Regions from separate parts of the Rattus norvegicus genome. Here region 2 is linked to region 1. A link is a contact called in public Hi-C data. All regions are on one chromosome and are shown on one strand. Each heading gives the region's core, a stretch centred on a gene start, on an enhancer-like site or on the middle of the called end of the contact. The rest is flanking DNA. Distances are from core to core; before and after follow the strand shown. Region 1 holds the start of Tmem97 (transmembrane protein 97). Region 2 holds the start of Lyrm9l1 (LYR motif containing 9 like 1).

The links. A called contact is a pair of places that touch in the nucleus more often than the background predicts.
Region 2: a contact with region 1 is called in a Hi-C map of the A7r5 cell line, with 5 times the contacts expected there. The contact joins the promoter of Lyrm9l1 here to the promoter of Tmem97 in region 1. A contact is called at or near these places in 11 of 12 Hi-C or Micro-C datasets (the A7r5 cell line, the Rat2 cell line, Schwann cells and 7 more) and 1 of 1 datasets of contacts at active chromatin or transcription factors (oligodendrocytes).

The regions. Positions count from the first base shown.
Region 1 is chr10:63,941,829-63,948,457 of GRCr8, reverse strand. It overlaps Tmem97 (transmembrane protein 97), which reads left to right and starts at 3,099. Exons shown (of 3, transcript NM_001008334.1): 1 at 3,099-3,240. The coding sequence starts at 3,115.
Region 2 is chr10:64,223,119-64,229,747 of GRCr8, reverse strand. Lyrm9l1 (LYR motif containing 9 like 1) reads left to right here and starts at 4,274. Exons shown (of 2, transcript XM_039087352.1): 1 at 4,274-5,222; 2 at 5,659-6,629. The coding sequence starts at 5,201. The coding sequence ends at 6,077. It overlaps Lyrm9 (LYR motif containing 9), which reads right to left and starts at 5,985. Exons shown (of 4, transcript NM_001173471.1): 1 at 5,938-5,985.

The DNA of each region.
Region 1 (6,629 bases), core at 1,850-4,349:
CATTTATATATCAATTCAATTGTCCATCCCAGGTTCCCCTTTGATTATCCCACCAATCAGCATTTTATTTTTAACTTAGCAAAACTTGACCCCCAGGAAAAGTCAGCAAACACATTTGTTTTAACATTGCAAATGAATTCAGAGATCTGCCTGCCTTTGTAAGCACAGACAATAAGCTAGTTGGTTGGGATCCGGCTCTGAGATCAGCACATCTGGGCTTCAGTTTGCTCTGTCCCAGGCTGACCTTGGTCTCAGGAATCTGCCTGCCTTTTTAATCTTTCTAACAAGCTGGCTAATAGTACAGCTGCCTCTGTTCTTTTAGGTCTCTGAAACCCCTCATATAATTCATATCACATCCTTATACTTTGCACAGTTGAGAAATTATATTTTTTTTAAGCTCATGTTTTCAGAGTTCTTTCCCACAGCCTTAGGGTTGACTTGCAGGTCACAGCATTAGTTTTTTTGTTTTGTTTTTTGGTTTTTTGTTTTGTTTTTGTTTTTACTAAGGACATAGATACTCCCTGACCTCCCAAACTCGTGCTGTCTCTAATTATCATGGAGTCATTAACCTTGATAGAGAGGACATTCCCCGATAACCTTGGCAGGGAAACAATTTCCCCAAAGAGCAACATGAAGTAAAAAGTATATTTTTTATACAAACAATCCTCACACCCAGCACCTCTCAATACTCAAGGAGCCTATGTTCTTCTGGCTCTGTTCCAGGGTCAGAAAACCATGTCACACTGTCCCTTCCTAGGCCAAGCAGGACACAGCAGAGCCAGCCTGATCTACAGAGTTCCAGGACAGCCAAGACTACACAGAGAAACCCTGTCTTGAAAAACTAAGGAAGAAAAAAAGGGAAGGAAAGGAAGGAAGGGAGAGAGGGAAGAAGGAAGGGAGGGAAGGAGGGAGGGAAGGAGGGAAGGAAGGAAGGAAGGAAGGAAGGAAGGAAGGAAGGAGAGAAGGGACTTTGGAGTATCTCTAAAAAGTTTTAGACACTGGACACTCATTCTTTGGCCCTGAGGTCCTGGGCAAACCACCTGAAAGTGGAACTCTGTTCTCAAATGGTCATCTACTTAGACTTTGCCCCTGTTGTTTTCTCTCCACCCTGCTCACTGCCCTCCTCACCCTGAGCGGTTACCTCAGAAACTGGCACCTGGCTTTGTCTAGGGTTTAACTTCCTCACAGCTGTTTGTTTCCCACATTCCTTGAAACCAGGTCACCTGCCTCCCCAAGGCCACATCTGAGGTTAAGGCCTGGCTCTGCCCTCACCCACCTTCCTCTGTTGTTCCCTCAGGGTGCTTGGATTCTCTGTGCATTGACCACATCTCCAGAGATCCTCCTCCTAGAGCATTGCAGCCAGGCCTTGAAGGCAGAATATCCTGACACCAGGAATACTACAATGCATCCTAAACTTCTGGCCCACTGACATCCTGAGCAGGGCCTAAGCCATTTACTTCTCTACTTTCTCTAGTTACCAGTGCCTGTGGCCTCATCCATCCCTGTCCTCCTTGGGTCCCACAGTCTATTACTTCAACCACTTGTTCGACTTCTTCAGCTCACCTTTATCTTCCTGACCACCCCCCTCCCAGATGCATCTAACATGCTTTCCCTGAGCAGACCCTACACTGGAGGAATCCGCCTAGGAGACTGGGCCCCCAGGTCAAGAGCCATCCACCTCAGCACTGCCAACTCTGCTGTCCTGGTACTATGGTAGCCACCGTTGGGCACACAGACTACCCTGCCTAAACTTAATCTTTGCTTTCCCTTAGGTATACTTCTTTTCTTCCTCCTCTGTGGACAGAAACTTCAAACCCATTTAGACATCCTAGTCTTCATTGAAAGGGGCACACTAGAGCAAGGTGCCCATGACTTAATTCCAACACTTGGGAGGCAGAGGTAGGGTGGATCTCTGTGAGGTTCAGACTAGCCTGGTCTACGTAGCTAGTTGCAAGCCAGACAGGGTCACATAGTGAGAGACCATCTTAAAAAATACAATAGAAAGAGAAGGACATATTTGGGTCTATTTCTCCACCTCTTCCTGACCAGTTGTCTACACTCTGCCTCCATTTCCCTACCTTCTGATTCATTGTTCTACAGCCATTGGGCTCCTGACTCATGGTGCTGGTGGATGCCACACAGTGTTAACTGTGACACAGCTACCCCATTCCTCCCTGTGACCATTATTCTCTTGGTTATCCCCTCCCATGACCCTCAAGATTCTGTATGACCTCTTAATGCGCTTTGCTCTCTAACCTTTGTCAAATGCTGTCTTACAAATCTAAACCAGGTTCATCCAACTGCCAGCTGCTCAAGGTCTCCTTGGTTGGTTGGTTTGGTCTGAGACAGGCTCTATGTATCCCTATGCTTGCCTGTAATTCTATGTAGACCAGGCTGGCCTAAACTTTACAGATTTCTGTCCACACCCGGCCCTTTGGGACTCTGGTTCAAATGGTACAGGAGATAAAACGAGGGGCTTCTTGAGGGCAAAGCAAATGCTCTCTATTTAGCAGCACCCAAGCCCTAACTATGCTCAGTGTCTACAAGAACTGAATTACTTTCCCTTGAACCCACTTCCCGTGTCTCCTAATCTCAACAAATAGTAGCCCCCGTCTTGCCCCAGATATCAGGACCCATCAGATAAAATTATTATTCGTGGGCTAGAAAGTGATTTTGGAGCCAGCGAGAAAGCCCGGCTGCCAGCGCTCCAAAACCGCCACTCTGCGCTCTGGCTTCACTGGTCGCGGGTCCCAATACGGAACAGAACCAGAGAATGAAAGACACAGGACACAGGGAACACAACCGCACACAGCCCCACACTTCGCACGCCCATCCGTGGACGTGGACCGCACAGAGCCCCGCCCCGTCGCGCGGTCCACCCAGCAGCCAATGGAAACCGCAGGTAGGCCGTCACTCAAACTATAGCCGGGGTGCCCCGCTGTCCTACGCCCACCCGCGAGCCGCGTCTGTTTCCTCCACCTCGACCAATAGGCACTGCCTACGTAAGCCGGGGGCCGGGCGGCGCGGCCCACAGCGCGGGCGCGGGGCTTCTAACCACGTCGCAGTCTCCTAACGCAGGCGTTGTTGGTCGTGTCTCAACTGACGGGAGGTAAAATGGGGGCTGTAACAGCCAGGCGCTGCGTCGAGTGGCTGCTGGGCCTCTACTTCGTCTCGCACATCCCCATCACGATGTTCATCGACCTGCAGGCGTTGCTGCCGCCCGAACTCTACCCGCAGGAGGTGAGGCTCAGGGGTCCCCACGTGGCCATCCCGATTTTTGTTGGCTCCGTGCCTGACTTCGACTCCAGCCGGCTGTCCCAAGCCGTTGATCACCGCTTTGTTCTTTTCAGAGCAGAACTGAGGGTGCAACCCAATGGTAGGGCGCATGTCTAGGAGGTCCTGGCTTCGAGCCCCATGTACTCGCCAAACCTTTGCAAACCCTTTGCCTGGGTATACTTCGCTCCCATGGTTCTACCTACAGCACGTGGCTGAGGGAAGTTGCCTGGGTGAACCAGCGTCTGTCACTTGTTGGATCTGTTGTGTTTGAATGGGCTCTAAAAGTCCAGTGTAATCCCAAGGGGGGTGGGGAGAACCCCACGTAGAATAAAGTGACTGAAGGGTTAGCCCTTGGTTCGTGCTGCATAGCAACCGTACACTTCTGGGTCTGAATCTAGCTTGAGCAGCAGTTGAGGAAATGCCGCTTTTTCAAGTCCGTTGTTTAAATTGAGTTTGAAGATGAGCTACCATTCCCTGCGCATTGGAGAGCATTCTTTGACCCAAACTTGAGGGACCTCACCACTTTATCTGGATCTGTAAACTCCATAGAATTCTGCATGCTTCTCCAATCTGCTGACTGACTTACCACCTAAAGATTTGATTTTTATCTCTAAAACGCTCTTTAAATTTTTCTTCTCTGCAGGGCAGTTCTTAATCCATAAATTCTAAATGGTGTCTGCAAATGACGTGTGCCTTGTGTCCTCTGAGAGGGCATGGCACTGGAACTGTCACCAGAGTTAGGATCAGCAATGTCACCCCCATTCCCTTGAGGTTTCTTTTTGGTTTGTTTGTGGAACCACACACTTATGAAGACCTTTGATCCACCGGGGAACCCGTAGGTAGTGTGTGGCAAGAGCACTGGTCTGTGGAGCTGCTTTCCCAAGAACTAACCGGCTGCCTATCTGGGCATGTTGAGGGCCCTGTGGCTCCTACTTTTTACCCCCCTAAAATAATAATCGTTCATTTGAGTACACTGCAAGAGGACCTCGGGCCAGACCAGTAACTGACATACCACCTGTATGTACCCACAGCTTTAGATTGTAAAGTCCAAGGCTCCTTGGTGAAAAACATTTGCCAGCATGCACGAAGCCCTGGATCAAATCCCAGCATCAAGTCAGTGTGTCTGCCTATCATGTTGTAGATTTGTTTCACTTCTCTAAAACACTGTCATAAATGCAGTGGCTTACTTTACCCCAACCTTATTCTTAGGCTGCTTGGAGGTTAGAAATTTAGAATGGTAGGTCTTGGACTCAAAGGCAGACTCTGCTCCTTACCTCTTCCAGTTTCGTGGTGGCCACCAGTGGGTTTGCAGAGCTGCGGATTACACTCAAGACCTCACGCTTGATATGCACACAGTTTACCCACTGAGCTACAGGTCTGGACCTTTCTTAGGTTGTGGCCCTTTCATTGCAGTCTCTGCAGGTCATCCATCATATTGTGATTTCATCTGTATTCACATCTCTCTGTGCCTTTCATAAGGTCACTTGTAATTCATTAGGACCCACCATGTAACCCAGGAAACCTCCCCTTTGAATATCCTTCTATACATCTGTGGTCCTGTTGGTCATGGGTTAGGACATGATACCTTTGAATGCTGTCCGTCTGCTGCCACAGAAGGACCGGAAAACTAAAGAGACAATCAAAACTTGCACTAGCTATAGCTGGCCGTGAAGAAGGGGAGTCACCACTTCTTTGGGGTTTGGTAGCAGTGGAGTAAAACCCAGGGCTTTGCATATTGAATTGAGCTGTACTGGATTTATAGGCATCACCTGGTTTGAGTGACAGGTTTTTGTTTTTTTTTTTACACTAGGGCTTCACTCCTTTGAAAAGCCTGCCTCTGCTTCCCTGGCAATTCCTGGTTTATCTTCAGGCTGCCTGTATCTATCCTTGCTCACCACTCCTGAAATACTAAATGTGACCAGCATCATTCAGACCACCATTTAAGCATTTTATTTTTGTTTGTTTTTCAAGATGTCTCACTGTGTAGCTCTGGCTGTCCTGTAACTCAGTATCTAGGCCAGACTGGTCTCAAACTCACAGAATTCTCCTGCCTCTACCTCCCAAATACTTAAAGCTTATTGCACCATGCCCAATCTCATATTTGACCTGATGAACTTTGAGCTTCCTGTTAATTACTTTTATTCTCATGTTGTAATTGTCATCTCAGAATAATGTTGACTGCCTCAGTCTGTTAACCTAGGCCCAGTCCTGGAAGCTTCTAGCCTCTGGACAATCTAACCTAGGCTCAGCCTCTGAGACTTCCTGCTGAATAAGCTCACCCTTTCCAGCTCTTCCTGGACTCTCACTGGCTGGTTCACTCGGCCGTCTGACTCAGACTCCTCTCAAGCTGACTTCTCAGTCTGGGCCTCCTGAAATCATCTGCTTGGCCTTAAACTATCACTGGCAATCTGTTCTAACCTGGCTCCTTCTCATGCTCTGTCTACAGTAGCTTGTTCTCTCTGCAACCAGTCTCTGTAAAACTCTCCCAGTAGACCCGCCTCTCTCCTTCCTCCCTTTTCTCTCTCTGCTCTGTCTCAAGTGGCTTCCCTTCCCTTTCCTAGTGAGTTGGGCAGATCCTATTGTCAAATCTTTCTCTGATTCATCACTTTGCCACTCAATTAGGTATCACTTTCAAACATAGGTGCTTCATTTTACAAACTAAGTTTACCTTCGTTGTTTGGGATGAGAGGTAGGTTCTGATGGTGTGTCTGTACTCCAGCCAGAGGGAGTAAAATTGTGTGCTAAGGGCTGAGCTACACAATGGCTAGAGACAGTTTTCATGATAAATAACAACCTCGGGGATCACAGTGTGATCAAATGTCCTACAACAACTTCCAGCATAGGGATGTAGTCATGCACATGGTGCTAGGTTTCATGTCTAACCCTTTACCTCTGTCCCCTTTTGCCTTTTGCAATTTTATTACCGTGTGTGGGAGTACATGCTGCAATGCATATATGGAGGTCACAGGACAATTTGTGGGTCAGTTCTTCTCTTCTTCTACCTTTATAGGAGTTTTGGGCATTGAATTTCGGTTACCAGGTTTGTGTACCAAAAACTTTACCCAGAGAACCATCTTGCTGGCCCTGCCTTATGTACTGGCCCAAAACTGTGCGTTTCTGTTGTTGATTATTAAAAGCATAAGCCTGCAGCACCCTGCCTTGGAAGACCATCCCGTTCCCATCTTGTTGTTTTTGGATGGAGGAGTGATTTTGTTGCTTCTCCATGAAGAAAATAATAGCCCGTGACTTGAGTCAGCCTCAGTGTCCTGAATGCTACCTGAACTTATAAAGAGTTCTGTGGAACTGCAAGACCGTCTCTATAAAATAGCAAAGCAGAAATTTACAACTGCCCC
Region 2 (6,629 bases), core at 3,025-5,524, 280 kb before region 1:
CTGCTCTCACCAGTCTGACTGGCCCTGCTTTAGCCTAGCCGTCTGAGGGGAACTCCAGAAGCCGTGATGGGCAGGACCCTGAAGGGCAACCACAGAGGACACACTACAGTCCCAACAAGACAGGCGGCTCCCCTGACAGGCCTCCCCAGACTATATAAAGTGCTAATCAAATATTGTAAAATGCTAGTCCCGAACAGATGGTTACCATCTGCAGTCCTCAAACTTAACATTTGGAAAGAGCACAAGTTTGCCTCACTGCTTTAAAACCCAAGCAATACTTAGTAACCAACCCAGCAAGTATGGGCGGAGGATTATTTTCAGCTCAATTCTATTACTTAGTCATTCTCAGTAATAACCAGTAGAGAATACGTGTGTGGGTCTACTGAGAGGAGCTGAACTAAAAGATGTTTTAATTTAATTTAAAGTGTGGGTTTACTATTATTCAGGGGGGGTCATGAACCTCCCAGCGCCATTACCAAAACTATAGTCAAACCCCTGACCCTGGGAAATACTCTTATTCTGCCCTTTGGACTTGACCTCGGACCCAACCTCAGCTATGCCCCGTGATAGCACCATCTTCCAGGCAGCCATGCTAAGATCGCCCCTCGAAGCCCAACCTGTCCCCTTCCTTCTATCCCCAAGCCATCGGCTTTGAAATCCTGTCAAATTCTACCTCTCTGTGCCGCTTAGGTTCACAGCTCCTTCTAGAGCAGATTCCTCCTGTCTCACCTGGCACAGTCTAGGGCTGCCTCCCTGCCTTTCGTCCATTTCCCTGTCTGCTCTTCACCACACAGCCCAAGAGGACCCAAACACAGATTTCAGGGCACCCAGTCCCCTCCAAAGCTCCCTAACAACCGTTCCCACACCTTGTCACTCTGCTGGGATTTGAACTCAGCAACTTTTCTCAAAATGTGGACTAGCTCCTTTATTTTAAGCAGTCTATGAAGGGACATCTTTTCATCATAATGACCTTATATTTTCTTACATAAGTAATAAGAAAAAAATCCCAATTCCACAGGTATTATGTTTAAAACCTTTTTGGTTTTGTTGTTACTGCTTTTAAAGAATGGGTGCAGAGATGCACCAAGGAAATAAAGTTGCAATCAAAATGAAGAATTGGCAGAAACGGTGCCCATGGCACTGAGCAGGGAAGGTGCCAGCTATAGAATACACCCAGGTTCCTTTCCATGGCCCAGGGGGTCCTGTGTCTGAATCACCCACCCCTAAGCAGAGTGGGGCAGTCTGTGGCAGCTGTGTCCAGGGTAACAGGCGACCGAAGGCTTAACATGGAACAGATGTATTAGTCAGGAACCTCCTAGAAGCAGAACACATAGGAAGTGAGTGTGTTTGTCAGTGTGTGTGTATCAGTGTGGGGTGTGAGTATGTGTAGGGTGTGTGTCAATGTGGGGTGTGTGTATGTGTTGGGTTTATGAGTGTGTGTGTAGAGGGGGTAAATGTGTGTAGTGTGGAGTATATTTGTGGCTGGTGTGTGTGTGTGTGTGTGTGTGTGTGTGTGTGTGTGTGTTTACAAGGAATTTGTCATGTAATTCTGTGAGCTGGCAGGTCCAAACCCTGCAAAGTCAAAATGTCCTGACTCTAACCCTAAGACATAAAGTTGCCAGGAGGGTTGGAAAGATTGTTCAGTGGTTAAGAGCACTAACTTCTCTTCTAGAGGTCCTGAGTTCAATTCCCCAGCAATCACATGGTGGCTCACAACCATCTGGTGCCCTCTTCTGGTGTGTCTGAAGACAACTACAGTGTATTCATGTAAATAAAAATAAATTTAAAAAAAAAAAAAAGACAGAAAGTTGCCAGGAAACAGCAAAGAATCCCAGCCCCAGTTCAAAGGGCTTCAAGAGAATTCCTATGTAGGAAAGGCTCAGACTGATCATTCTAGCCCCAAAACAGTGTAACTTGTAAGCATCTAGCACCCTCCAGACAGGAGAGGCAGTAGCAGTACCACTCCTGCCTGCCCCCAGGACTGATTAAGCTGTATGGCAGGTGAATCTCTCCACATCTTCTGGCCCACATTTCCTGGTGCTCTCTAAGTGTAAATCTGCCACAGACACAGGTAGAGCAGGTAGACAGGAATTGGTTCCAATGCTCAGGAGGAAGCTGTGGTAACCTCAGAAAGGCCTTGTCACCCTGTTTCACTCTAGCCCTGACTTCCAGCTCAGGCCCTCACCTGGATTAAAGGAAGGGCATCAACCTGTGTGCAAGGAAGGCCTGGCAGCCATTCTCCGAGGGTGGTTACAGTGCTTCATCAACCAACCCCTCAACCAAAACCTTTCTACAGCTGCGCACCAGCTGACACTGTCCCGTCTGTATGAACCTTCCAATGCCGTTGGGAATCCCATGTGGCTATGTAGTGTTTGCTCATGCTCAGATGATGCGGGTACAGCCGTTACACGTATTAAAAGGAGATATCTGCTGGGTGGTGGGGCTCATGCCTTTAATCCCAGCACTTAAAAGGCAAAGGCAGGTAGATCTTTGAGTTCAAGGCCAGCCTGGTCTACAGAGCAAGTTCCAGGACAGCCAAGGCTACACAGAGAAACCCTGTCTTGAAAAACTGAGAGGGGTGTGTGTGTGTGTGTGTGTGTGTGTTTTCTAGGCTCTACAACTATTTCCAAACAGTTCAACAAAAGCCAATCCACAGACAGAAGGGACAAACTAAGAAGCACAAGAAAAGTTAAGAGTGTTTCTACTCATAGTCTGAGCTCTATCCTGATCACCTGGCTGGCGATCCATCGCTCAAAGCGGACTGACTCCCTCAGTTCCTCTGTCATCCCCCTTCCAGCACAGAAATGGAAGACATTACCATCTCCCACACCCCACTCCGAGCTTCTCATCCTCCCCACTCCCCCTCATCCCGCCTCCCTCCCCTCCACGCTCAGGTACACCGAGAGTGTGAGAGTGTGAGAAACAGCGGATTGATTGTGTTCGGACCAGTTCCATGAACAATGACCCTGTCAACTCCCCTGACCTGAGAATTCAAGGAATGCAGCCCAGACTGCATTCTCTGCTCAGACCTTCGTGACCCTGCATCCACTTCAAAGTACCTTTCTCCATAAACTATTATTAAGTTGGCGTCCCCATCTTGTACTATCTAATACAGAGTCCCAGTTGGCCACACAATCTCTTCGATGCCTGACTTATTTAAGTCATCTCTCTTTAATGAAAGCACAGAAACAATCACACACCAAGACAAAGAGAATTGGTCTGGACTATCCTTAGCATAGTTCATCCATGTAACTAACATCTTCCCAAGCATCTGAGTGTACAGGGTCTGGGGACCACTAAGAAGACCAACACCTTATTTATCCAGAATCTTCTACAAAGCTGATGTCATATTTGATCACCTCATCACCCAGAGGCTAATTAGTTCATTATGACAGCTTTTCACATATTACCTCATTAAACAAAATATTATAGAAGGTATTGTTGGCCCCATTTTAGATAAAGAAAGCAAGGCTCAGAGAAGCTTTGATTTGTCAGTGGCCAAATAGCTGTGGACAGTTAGGCAGGGAACTAACCATAAGTCTCTTTGATTCAGAAGCTCACAATCTTACTTGCATCCCTGACATCTGCTAAACGGGTATATCTAAGAATGCTAAGGTTGGGACAGGGGTGTAACCCAGTGTTAAGAGCAACTCCCAAACATGTGTGAATCCCTGAATTAAGTTCCCAGAACTAAAACAAAATACCCCATCCAAAAAGAACTCTCCTGGGCCTATGCAAAAACAGCCTCAGTCACTGATAAGCTTACTTGACCATTATTCACAACTTAGCCACAAATCTTTGTTCCAGACCTTTCAGAAATACAATGGCATTGTAGCACTCTCTCAAACATAGATGGAAAAGAAATCAGACTAATGTCAATTACACACACACACACACACACACACACACAATCTTACAGAGATAGGATGACTTAGACACAGGCCTTACAATCTGAGTTCAAGCACCTGGATCCCACAAGGTGGCAGGAGAGTACCAATTCCCAAAAGTTGTCCTCTGACATCCACACCTGACAACGCACACTCATTACACCCACTCACAAAACTGAATGGGTCTGGTGACAGCTCCCTGAAAAAGCACTCAGGAGGTAGAAACAGGAAGCCTGGGAGTTCAAGGTTCAGTCTAAGCTACATAACAAGGTCAGCCTGGGCTATCCAGGATCCTGTCTCAAAACTGAAACAAAATGGACGTACAAAATTTAAAGAACATGACCTATTGGGGGGTGAGGGAGGCTAAAGGGAACTTCCTGGGTGCCAGGTGACATGGCTGGCACGGTGCTAAGAAAGAACTCAGTGACAGGTAAGCTCAATGCTCTCACCACTCACCTGTGTCCTAACATGGGTCACCTAAAAATAATTGGAAAAAGACTCATACATTTAAAAAAGTAATGGAACTGCAGAAAATAACCCGAAAATTACACCCAATTGAGTGCTGATAAAAGCTAAATTTAAGCCTGCACCAGCCATTTTTTAAATATGCAATTAATCTTCATGATGGAGAAAGTTGAAAATAGGAATGGTTTGCTCCCTGCCCCCGCCCACCCTAGGGCTCCATCTGGCATATTTATGTTCTTCCAACAATCCTGCCTCCCCTCGTCCCTCTCCCACATAGCCAAGGTCAGCCCAGCCTCCCTACATTCCTACTGGCACACCCTTCAGTCCCAGCTTTGCGTCCACCCCTGTGGGAGGTGAGGATGCTGGAAATGAATCCTGGGGCTTGACCGTGCCTGACAACCTTTTTACCACTGGGCTGTTCCTAGCTCCCGATGAGCAGCTAAACTAATCAGTCTCTTCCTGGCCAATTCCCACGTGCCACCCAAGGATATTTCACACTTTATCCTTCTCTTTCTTTGGCCCCTATTATCTTATACCCAGAAGACAGGTATGTAATAGTAAGGACTTCAAATGAGTCCCAGGGGGCATCACTGGGTGCATAGAAAGATAAAATCTGATCCAGGCAGACCTCGGAAAATTATTCTGTAATAAAGAGAATGAAGCGCTTACATATGCTACCACGTGTGAGCCTTTAAGGAGGCATGTAAGACGCAGGAAATAACCAGAGCTACATATGATTAGTTCTATTTCTGTGAAATGTTCAGAACTAACAACATCTATGGAAAGCGGCTAAGTGATTGCCTAGTGCAGAGAAAAGGGAAGACACTGGAGAGGAGTGTTGCCAGCTAATGGAGATGGTTCTCTTTGAAGGTAAATGTCCTAAAATAGACAGTGGCGGTGGATGCACACCTGCGCACGCACATTCTAAAGGTTATTAAACGTGTGCAATTTAGCACTGGCCGGGAATCCCAGTATTTCTGGGAGGTTGAGGCAGGAGGATTAAGAGTTCAAGGTCGGGGCTGGAGAGTTGGCTCAGCGGTTAAGAGCACTGACTGCTCTTCCAAAGGTCCTGAGTTCAATTCCCAGCAACCACATGGTGGCTCACAACCATCTATAATGAGATCTGGGGTCATCTTCTGGCCTGCAGGCACACATGCAGACAGAAAGCTGTATGGATGTACATAATAAATAAATAAATATTTTTTTTAAAAAAAGAGTTCAAGGTCAGATTGGGTTATATATTGCAAAGACCAAAATTATTCCAGTAACAGGATGTTCCTGCACGTCTCCTCTTTGAAAACCATAGAACTGAGGCTGCCCCGGCCGAGTGCAGATGCCAGCAGCACATGGCGGAGACCTAGTTCCCGGCGTCCTCCGACACCGCATCCCGGCCTCCCACGCTCCTCCGCGGCACTGCAACTATGGCTGCGACAGGTGTCGCCGGCTCTCGGGGAAAGCCTGGAGCGCCCGCAGATCGCCCCCAGGGCTTCCACCGATCCCAGCACTGCAGGAAGCCTCGGTAATCCCCAGCCCGCCCCCGCCGCCCCCCTTGTCTCCGCCCAAGGGCCCGCGCAGCGTGGCTCACCCGCCTTCCCGGCGGACGCCAACTCGAGACACCGCGAGCGACACGATTGCGCCTGCGCGGCGGAAGCAAGCGCAGCCCCGCCCCCGCCCGGTACCGGAGCGCCCTCTGTGGGCCACCCGAGGGACTCGGGGTCCTACTGAGTGCGGGCTTCCTAAATCCGACCCCACCCTGTTGGCTAGACCTGTGCACAGCCTGCTTTCCCTTGTCTTCCTTACTACCTTGGATACAAGCTCTAATGGCAAGCTCTTCCTCATATTCCCACGAATGGATAGAATATTAGGGGTGCCCTAAAGCACCCTGTGTAAAGGCGTCTTGAAGGACGTGTCCTTCCTGTTGTCATGTTGATGACAGGAATTATGTTTGGAAGGGAGTCTTCATTTTGAGTCACTTCATCAAATTATAGTCCCACAACACCTGTCAGAAGAATACATACGACAGTAATAGGCATGCTTCCTTTCAGACTCTGCTATAATTATAATCGAGGGAAAGAATACAGAATCTTAACTTGCAGCTACTGCCAGGATCATTCTTTGAAAATGAAATAATGCTGTTTCATTAAACGGGCTCTCCCAACTCGCGCGTGTTTAAAGTCAGAATGCTTCTCTGAATTGATTTAAATACAAGTTTTATATCCTGAAAGAAATAAAGACGAGTCTTTTTTCAGGAGACAAACGCCCTGTTCAATGAAGCTT